Linked DNA regions of Mus musculus: regions 1 and 3 are each linked to region 2. The links are chromatin contacts, called in public HiChIP or PLAC-seq and promoter capture Hi-C maps. All regions are on one chromosome and are shown on one strand. Each heading gives the region's core, a stretch centred on a gene start, on an enhancer-like site or on the middle of the called end of the contact. The rest is flanking DNA. Distances are from core to core; before and after follow the strand shown.

Region 1 (2,700 bases), core at 73-2,572, 830 kb after region 2:
CTAGGTGAGACTTTCACCCGAAGCCCACAAACTTTTTGTCTCAAATTTATCTTTTAAAGGGAGCTGAAGGGAAACACTGGGTGTTAAAAATACAACAAGAGAGAGGAGACAGGAAGCCAGCAAGTGAGATGAACACTGAGCCTGGGCCCAGCACAGGTCAGTCAGCCTGAGCCTCTGCCAGAAAAGGCCAGGTAACATTTTCTCTTGTGTAAGTTTCTTTGTCTCTCGGCCTACCAATGAAACCTCCAGCACATCTCCAAACTACTGTATTTCATTTCACCAGTACTTAGGATACTTCCCAAAGGAATCCCTTTCTCAGTCGTGAACTCGCTTTTAAAGATCTTTCTGACTATGTACGGTTCCATTCCAAGACTACAAACCTCCTTTTCAGAGGACAAACTTAAGACAAAACAAAAAAACAAAACAAAACAAACCAGGAATGGGTTCTCCGAAGGCTCTCAGACCTTCCTCGCATTCTCGGAACAGATATCTAAGTTCCCAATAAACAATGAACCACAAAAGTATTAGACTACACGGGGAAGAGGAAGTATTAGAATATCCAAACAGCACGAAAACCCCACAGTCGCCTCTATCGTCCCAGTTTACTACCACCCCCAACTTCCTACTTCCACCGAGGACTAATCGATTCCCGCTCGGGTGGAGATTCACGAAGGCAGCAGGCGCTGGCCAGTCGGGGACTGAGTGCTTTCACTGCGTGGTGGAAGGAGGCTAGCCAAGGGCTGGGCAGAGAATGGGAAGCTGGGTGTTATGGGGGAGGGGGGATTTAGGGCGCCAGGGCTAATCCCGGCCAGGGCCCGCGGGTGGAAGGGGCAGCAGGCGAACCTCCCGGAAGGCGAGGCAAGCCGGTGCGCGGGGCTTGCGGGTCGCAAGCAGGGGAGGACGCCGGCGGCCGCATCGGGGGCGGGTGGCGGGCCGCACAAGGGAGGAGGCTCCGGTCGAGCTACTGTTTGGGGTGCGAGAGCTGGCCTTCGCCGCCGCCCGAGACCCCTCCGAGCTCACACCTCAAACCTGCTCTTGGTCACTCCGTTCACGTCCCTCCTCATGGGGCCGGCGGGTGCGGCCCGGGCAGGGCGCTGCGGCGTGCGGAGTGCAAAGATAGGGGCCAGGGCAGGCCCCGGAGTTCCGGGAGCGGGAGGCGGCGGCGGCAGCAAGGCGAGGCTCGCCCGGCCGACGCGGAGGAGCGACCGCTCGAGTCCCGCGGGGGCCTCCACCACCGCCCGCGGCGTCCGCGGCCGCGACGACTGCCAGTCGCTAGCTCGGTCCTCTCCAAAGCCTCAACTTCAACCCAAAACAAAAACACTCCCCACCTGCCAGCAACGCCGCTCCTCATTGGGCAGAGCCGCCCGGGCCTCGGAACGTCGGGGGAGGGGAGGAGCGCTCGGCGGCGGCGGCGCGAGCCCACCCCTCCCCCACCCGGCGCAGCCCCGGACGGTGAGCCCGCGAGCGCCTGGAACGTGGGGTGACCGGGCGCCAGCCCACCAGGACAAGGAGAAGCAGGGAAGTGCCCAAGTGCGCGCCTGCTTCGGTGCGCGCGCGGGCGTGGGGGGGGGGGGCACGGTGTGTGTGCTGTGGGGCGGGTGCGAGTGCGCGCGTGCCCGCGGACCGGCGAGAAGAGCAGAACAGGGACAGGAACATCACCGGATCCCCTCCAGCACTGCGAGGGCTCACTGGCACGTAGCGACCCACGCGGAACCTGAGCTTTCAGCCTAGGGTCCCCAGCTCTGATCTGATCACTTCCCCGGCGGCCTGAGCTGGCACCCACGTCTTTCTGACCACCCAGCTCCCGTCCTCTATCACTCACTGTCGCCTTGAACCCAAAGTGCAGCAGGCGGTCCCTGCTCGGAGCCATTTTCCTCCTCTTTCTAGACGTCTCTAGGTTGGGGCAGTGCCGCCGCCGCTGCCGCCGTAGGTGCTGCCGCCGCCTCCCCCACCCCGGTGAATTGCATTACGGGGTGCTGCAGGGAGGCCTGGGGGGCCCCTGCGGGGCGGATGGCTCTCAGTGCCAGGCTCCAGAAGGCAGGAGCTGGTTGCGCTAAGAGGAGGACGTAGCGCCAGCTCTGCACAGGAGCTGGCAGCGAGGCTACACCTCGGGATCAGGGGGTGCAATGCCCCAGCCCAGTACCCATTCCTTGGGCCGGGGGAGGGGCTGGCGTCAATCGGGTGGGGGCGGGCAAGGCACAAGGGCCATTGGCGTCCCCGCCCCTCCGGCCGCTGGCGCCCAATGGGCTGCAGCGGCTGCTCACCCTCCAATCGGAGAGCTGGTTCGTGAGAGCCACGGCGTGACGCCATTTCGGCGGGAGAAACAAGCATGTAGGAGCGAGTAGGCGGGGGCGGTTGCCCATAGGAAACTCTTCCATTGGATTTCGCTCCTAGTATAAAAGGTAGTCTGTCATCTTTTTGTTAACTCCAGCCTTCAAGACTTCCAAAATCTATGACCTATTTTCCACGAATTATGAAACAACCGAGAGTGAAATTGCTCCGTCAGAGACATTACAAAATGTACCAAACCTGAAATATTAAAAACTACCATAAATCCCAGCCGTCCTAATTAGACCTTAATACTGCTTCCAATTTTATGCTCAAAGCAATTACGAGTTTGTCGTCAGACCTTTTCTACTTAGTTTTAGAACTTGAAAAAGATGAACTTTTAAGAGCAAAAGTGTTACAGTATACCCACAT
Region 2 (2,700 bases), core at 45-2,544:
AAGTACACTGTAGCTGTCCTCAGACACTCCAGAAAAGGGAGTCAGATCTTGTTACGGATGGTTGTGAGCCACCATGTGGTTGCTGGGATTTGAACTCCTGACCTTCAGAAGAGCAGTCGGGTGCTCTTACCCACTGAGCCATCTCACCAGCCCAGCAAGGACTCTTAACACCTGAGCCATCTCTATAGTTTCTATTTTCTTTTTTAGTTTTTGTTTGTTTGTATTTTTCTGAGGGAGGGTTTTCTCTGTGTAGCCCTGGCTGTCCTGGAACTCTCTTTGTAGACCAGGCTGGCCTCGAACTCAGAAATCTGCCTGTCTCTGCCTCCCGAGTGCTGGGACTAAAGGGGTGCGCCACCATGCCTCAAATTTTCCAAAACAGCTAATCAAAAGTAACAGTGACCACCTAAGAATCCATCTCAGAGTGAACCAAATCATATTAGGTACTGATAGGGAATTAGCTTGCAGTAGCCGAGAAACTGAGCAGAGGCCAGGCAGACATGGGTTAGGATGTGTTACATAGTCTGTGTGGCTCCAGGATGACCTGGTTATCACACTGGGATTCCTTTAACCACTGAATGTGAAGCGATTTTGGAGTTGTTAAACTCTATGTACCTGACTCTCAGTTCTGCCAATTATTTGTTTAAATTTGAATTACATATTTAGTATCTCTGGCCCAACCATATATGTAAAAGCAGGAATATTTATTGCTTGTGGTGAGGATTAAGTTGATATATGTAAAATGCTTAAATTGCCAGGCGCCTAGTAAACAATTTTGAAATACCAGTTATTACCAAATTTGGTAAGTGGTATTTTTGGAAATGATATGTTTTGGGAAATGACAGATTCTTGTTAACCCACGTGCCTTTTGCTTTTCAGTAATCACAGCGGTCAGCTTCCCTAACGGAAAGGTATGAAAGAATTTTCACATAGAAAACTAGGTTGGTTAAAGGTTTAAGGTTATACTGCATTTTGAGGTCAGAAACACACCCAGAAACTATCATTTTCGCCCTAAATACCTCCAGTGAATTCCTTGTAATGAAAGAAAACACTTATCTTAAAGGCTTCTGATTTCAGAGGGAAGCACTTTTTCGTTTTTTTCACCGATTGTAAATAAGGTGTAACAATGTGTTAAGGAACCAGGAATGCAGCAACCAGAGTCCCACAGAAGCCTCCTGCGCAGGCGCAGCTGGCTCTCCCCGTCTCCGACTGGCGCGTGACAGCCGTGCGGTTTACCCTACTTCCAAAGTGGTTTCATTGCGCACGCGCGAACCCACTGCGCGTGCCCGCGCGCCCCTCCCCTGGAGAGCGTGCGCGTGCGCGCGACTCACCTTTCGGCCTGGGGCGCGCGCCCTGGAAAATTCCACTCCCCAGCTCGCTCCGCCCTCTGCGCCTTTTCTCCGGCTCGGTGATCTGCGGCTAGGCTAGCATCCCGGCGGCCTTTGCGCGAGCAAAATGGCGGCCCCCGTACCTCGGGGCTTGTCCTCCTTATACAGGACTTTGGGATGGTGGTCTCGGCAGGTGGGTAGAAATGAAGCGAATGAAATTTTTAGGGACACAAAGAGGAGGATAGAGTAGAGGGGAATAATCATGCTGTGGGCGTTGCTGAGTTTGGACCATACGAGTCAGACTTCATCTGGAGAAGAATTTGAGGTGTATGCGATCCCCTCTAGACAAGTCTCTCTAGACAGCCTAGACGAGGCTGAGCATTAAGCTTCTTTACGTTAATTCTAGTCTTTGGAGAGAAGATGTTAAAAAGGAAAGTAATGGCTTGGAAGATGAACCAGCTCTTTTACATTCTTAAAAAATTTTTTTTTGAAAAGGATAGGAGTTTTGTCTTATCCTAGAGGGAAAAGGTCACCTGACTTCGTAAAAGTTTATTGGTCAGTTAGGAGCTAGAAGCAATTTGCTTCTGAAAAAGCAAAACAGAAGTGTGGGGGAAATGCCAGGGAGATCTTGTTTAATGCTTTAGTAATAGCATTCCACTCTTTTCAGAAATGGGTTAAGTGAGGTTTACAATTAAACTGAAAGTTCTTTGGCACTAGGACCTCTGCTTTAATCATCTCTGTATACAGTAGTACTGCAGAATGTATTAAAGGAAAGTTTTTACTGTTGATTGATGTGAATACAGGTTATTAATTGGCTTGTGGCAAAAGCCATCCCTAGGTGTTCAAAAAGTAATATCGTTTCTCCATAATAGTCATTTCATAACTCCTGAAGCATTCTTTAATGGGATGTCTTTCTATAAGACTTTGCAAACAGTTTGCTCAAGATAGATTTATCCTTTCCAAATCACCTATACGCTAACTTTTTTTTTTCATCTCCCAGCCCATTCTGGTGACTCAGTCCACAACTGTAGTTCAAGTTAAAACCAAAAGCCGTTTTAGACCCCCAACTCCTGAACCCAAGTACAAAACAGAGAAGGAGTTTTTGGAGTATGCCAGGAAAGCGGGATTGGTCATTCCACAGGAACGGTTGGAGCGCCCTATACATTTGGCCTGTACAGGTAAGGAACTATTTCTGGGATCCTGGTTCAGTTCTCTATTGTCAGAGGTCTGGTGTATGCTTTAGACTCTGATTGATAGCAATAAATTAACCACTAAGTGGGGCTGGAGATATGACTTAGCGGGTAAGAGTACTGACTGCTCTTCCAGAAGTACTAAGTTCAATTCCCAGAAACCTCACTACCATTAGTGGCTCACA
Region 3 (2,700 bases), core at 74-2,573, 680 kb after region 2:
AGATCGCGGGAGGCCGTGGGACCTGAAGTCACCCATTGCTGGCGGGATCCAAATCCAGGCCAGCAGCCACTAAATCAGGAAGGTCATACCAGCGTCTTCCCATCACTTCTTGTCTACAACTACCCACTAACCCAGGGAAGGGCTCTGGTGATTGGTGCAAATGACTATCAGTCTAGTGTGAGGCCCAGCCCACTCTATCCACCCAGTAGTTACTTACAACTGGTAGAGAATGGTGGTCTTCCCTGCATTGTCCAGTCCCACGATAATGACTTTGTGCTCTGGAGGCATCCAGGGGAAGGGCAAGGTCAGAGCCAACCCGGACGACTGCGGGCGTGGGTGTCCCTAGTAGGCTTCTCGTCCTGGCCTCTTCCTCACCCTCTGCTCTTGTCTGGATGAATGGATGCCTTCTCTCCCGGCTCCACACATCCCTTGGCAATCTCCGAGCTAAAGCTCGGTATCTCAGCTTTCTGTGTGCGCCCCCCCCCCCAATTTCCTAGGATGCTCAGAGAAACGCGGTCCGGGGGACCTCTGTCGAAGACTGTACCGTTTCACTTGCCATCGGACCGGACCCCTGCACCCCTCCTGACCCCCTACCCCACCTCCGTCTACATTTCTAGACAGCGATCGTCTAAAGGGTCCGAAGCACACTGGGCTCTAAATCACAATCTCAGGAAATTGACTTTGGGGGCCCTCAGGGTCGCACACAGCTCAGCTGGGTGGTGGGGTCAGAGGCAGAAGGCTCTCCCACCCCTGTGCACTGGGCACACTGAAGCGCGGGGTCAAGGTGGGGGGCGGGGGGCTTGTGGGAGGAGAGCAGGCAGGAGGCCATGGAGAGTATGGGAGTGCACAAATCCAACTCTAGCAGCGCAAGGTTCCCAGTCAGTCTTCACGGACGACTCCAAAATCCCAAGAGCCCCAGAAGACAGCGGAATCAAAGAGGTCACTGGGCTGCCCGGTGCGCCGCTTACCCTGACTCCCAAAGATTCGCATCAGCTTGGCTATCAGCTGTCCCATGGCACTCCCGGAGCTGGGGGCGGGCGGGGCTCAGCAGCCTCCAGGACCAGAGTCTGGCCCCAAATCTTCAAAGCCCTGCCTGGGGGAGGGCCAGACCCGCTGCTCCTATCAAATGTGCGGAACCCCAAGCGTCACCCTCGAGACCTGGGAATCCCACCGGACGCTGGCTCTTTCTCGGTGCTGAGGGTCTGAGTGGCGTCACCACGAAGACTAGGTATTTGTCTAGGGGCAGGAAAGTGCAAGGAAAATCCCAGAGTCCTCTTTACCCTGAGAAAACTGAAGTTGGAACTATCTGCTTTAGTGTTGCGAGTAGAGTGAGCAATGTGCAAAATGTCTGCTCTTCCTCTCCAAAAGCCACCGCTGGGGGGAAACCCTCCAAGGGCGGTCCAGCTTTCTCACATTGAGACACAGCATCCTCATCTACAAAGTTCAGACTGAAGAACCCTGCAACTCAGTTACAAAACAAACAACAAAGAATCTCAAAATGTTTTGCTAATCCAATCTAGTAATTTTTTAAAACTTTTTGTTTGCTTGTTTGTTTTTGTTTTTTGAGACAGGGTTTCTCTGTGTAGCCCTGACAGTCCTAGAACTCTCTGTAGACCAGACTGGACTCCAACATCAGAGATCCACCTGCCTCTGCCTCCTGAGTGCTGGGATTAAAGGTGTGTGCCACCAAGCCCAGCATTTTAAGATTTTGTGTGTGTGTGTGTGTGTGTGTGTGTGTTTTCACGTGCACGCACGCTGAACCACATGCCATATGTTTAAATACATGTATACCTTTGGAAGCCAGACGAGGTACTCAGATCCTAGCTTGGATACTGGAAACCCAACTCAGGTCCTCTTAAAGAGCAGCAAGTGCTTTTAACTGTTGAGCCCTCTCTCTAGCCCCTAATTACATAGTATTGTAATTTTTCCCATTTTGTGTTAGATGGCATTCACAGCTATCCTTAGCTACATGCAATTGCATGCAACCTGCAGGCCACAGTCTGAGGAGATGGTTCAGCAGTTAAGAGCACGTGTTGCTCTTCCAGAGGACCAAGTTCTGTTCCCAGCAGCCACCATAGACAGATAAGGACTCTCTATTAACTCTGGGTCCAGGGAACTTGTTGCTTCTGGCTTCTGCACTCTGTGCAATACCCACATGCAAATGCACACACCAATATATAATTAAAAGTAATAAAAATAAAAAATTTAAATCACCATGATTGCTGGGCATGGTGGCACACACCTTTAATCCCAGCATTTGGGAGACAGAAGCAGGTGGATCTCTGAGTTTGAGGCCAGCCTGGTCTACAGAGTGAGTTCCATGCCCCTTCCCCATTCCAAAGGAAATGAAACAATAAATACCGAGCCTGGGCTACATAGTGAGATTGTCTTTTACAATCTAAACCAGCCAGTCTCTCTCAGCAGAGGGAAAAGTCTTTTTATTTGTTGATTTGTTTGTTATTTTCAGAGGACCTAAATATATAATCTGTCACCCTGGCTGGCTTTAAACTCCTGAACTCCAGCAATCCTCCTGCCTCAAACTTCTGAGTGGCCTTCTGGCCTCACAGGCTCCAGCAGCAGGTAGACCCAACAGTGGGTTTGTGGGTCACGAGGAAAGTAGCAGCCCCAGCAGGAAGAGGGAGAAAAAAAACCAATGTGTTGTTTGTGAATTTCACAACCTGGGAGAAACCCAGAAAAAAA

Evidence for each region. Promoter capture Hi-C pulls out the DNA fragments that hold promoters and counts their contacts. HiChIP or PLAC-seq counts read pairs in DNA pulled down with a chosen protein or histone mark.
Region 1: a contact with region 2 is called in a promoter capture Hi-C map of liver, with 2.8 times the contacts expected there. The contact joins the promoter of Fbxl20 here to the promoter of Mrpl45 in region 2. A contact is called at or near these places in 2 of 39 promoter capture datasets (both in liver).
Region 3: a contact with region 2 is called in an H3K27ac HiChIP or PLAC-seq map of bone marrow-derived dendritic cells, with 3 times the contacts expected there. The contact joins the promoter of Arl5c here to the promoter of Mrpl45 in region 2. A contact is called at or near these places in 1 of 39 promoter capture datasets (liver) and 1 of 115 datasets of contacts at active chromatin or transcription factors (bone marrow-derived dendritic cells).

The regions. Positions count from the first base shown.
Region 1 is chr11:98,148,294-98,150,993 of GRCm38.p6, forward strand. Fbxl20 (F-box and leucine-rich repeat protein 20) reads right to left here and starts at 1,323. Exons shown (of 15, transcript NM_028149.1): 1 at 1,023-1,323. The coding sequence starts at 1,064.
Region 2 is chr11:97,314,422-97,317,121 of GRCm38.p6, forward strand. Mrpl45 (mitochondrial ribosomal protein L45) reads left to right here and starts at 1,295. Exons shown (of 8, transcript NM_025927.4): 1 at 1,295-1,518; 2 at 2,326-2,503. The coding sequence starts at 1,453.
Region 3 is chr11:97,994,850-97,997,549 of GRCm38.p6, forward strand. It overlaps Arl5c (ADP-ribosylation factor-like 5C), which reads right to left and starts at 1,324. Exons shown (of 6, transcript NM_207231.1): 1 at 969-1,324; 2 at 218-278. The coding sequence starts at 1,014.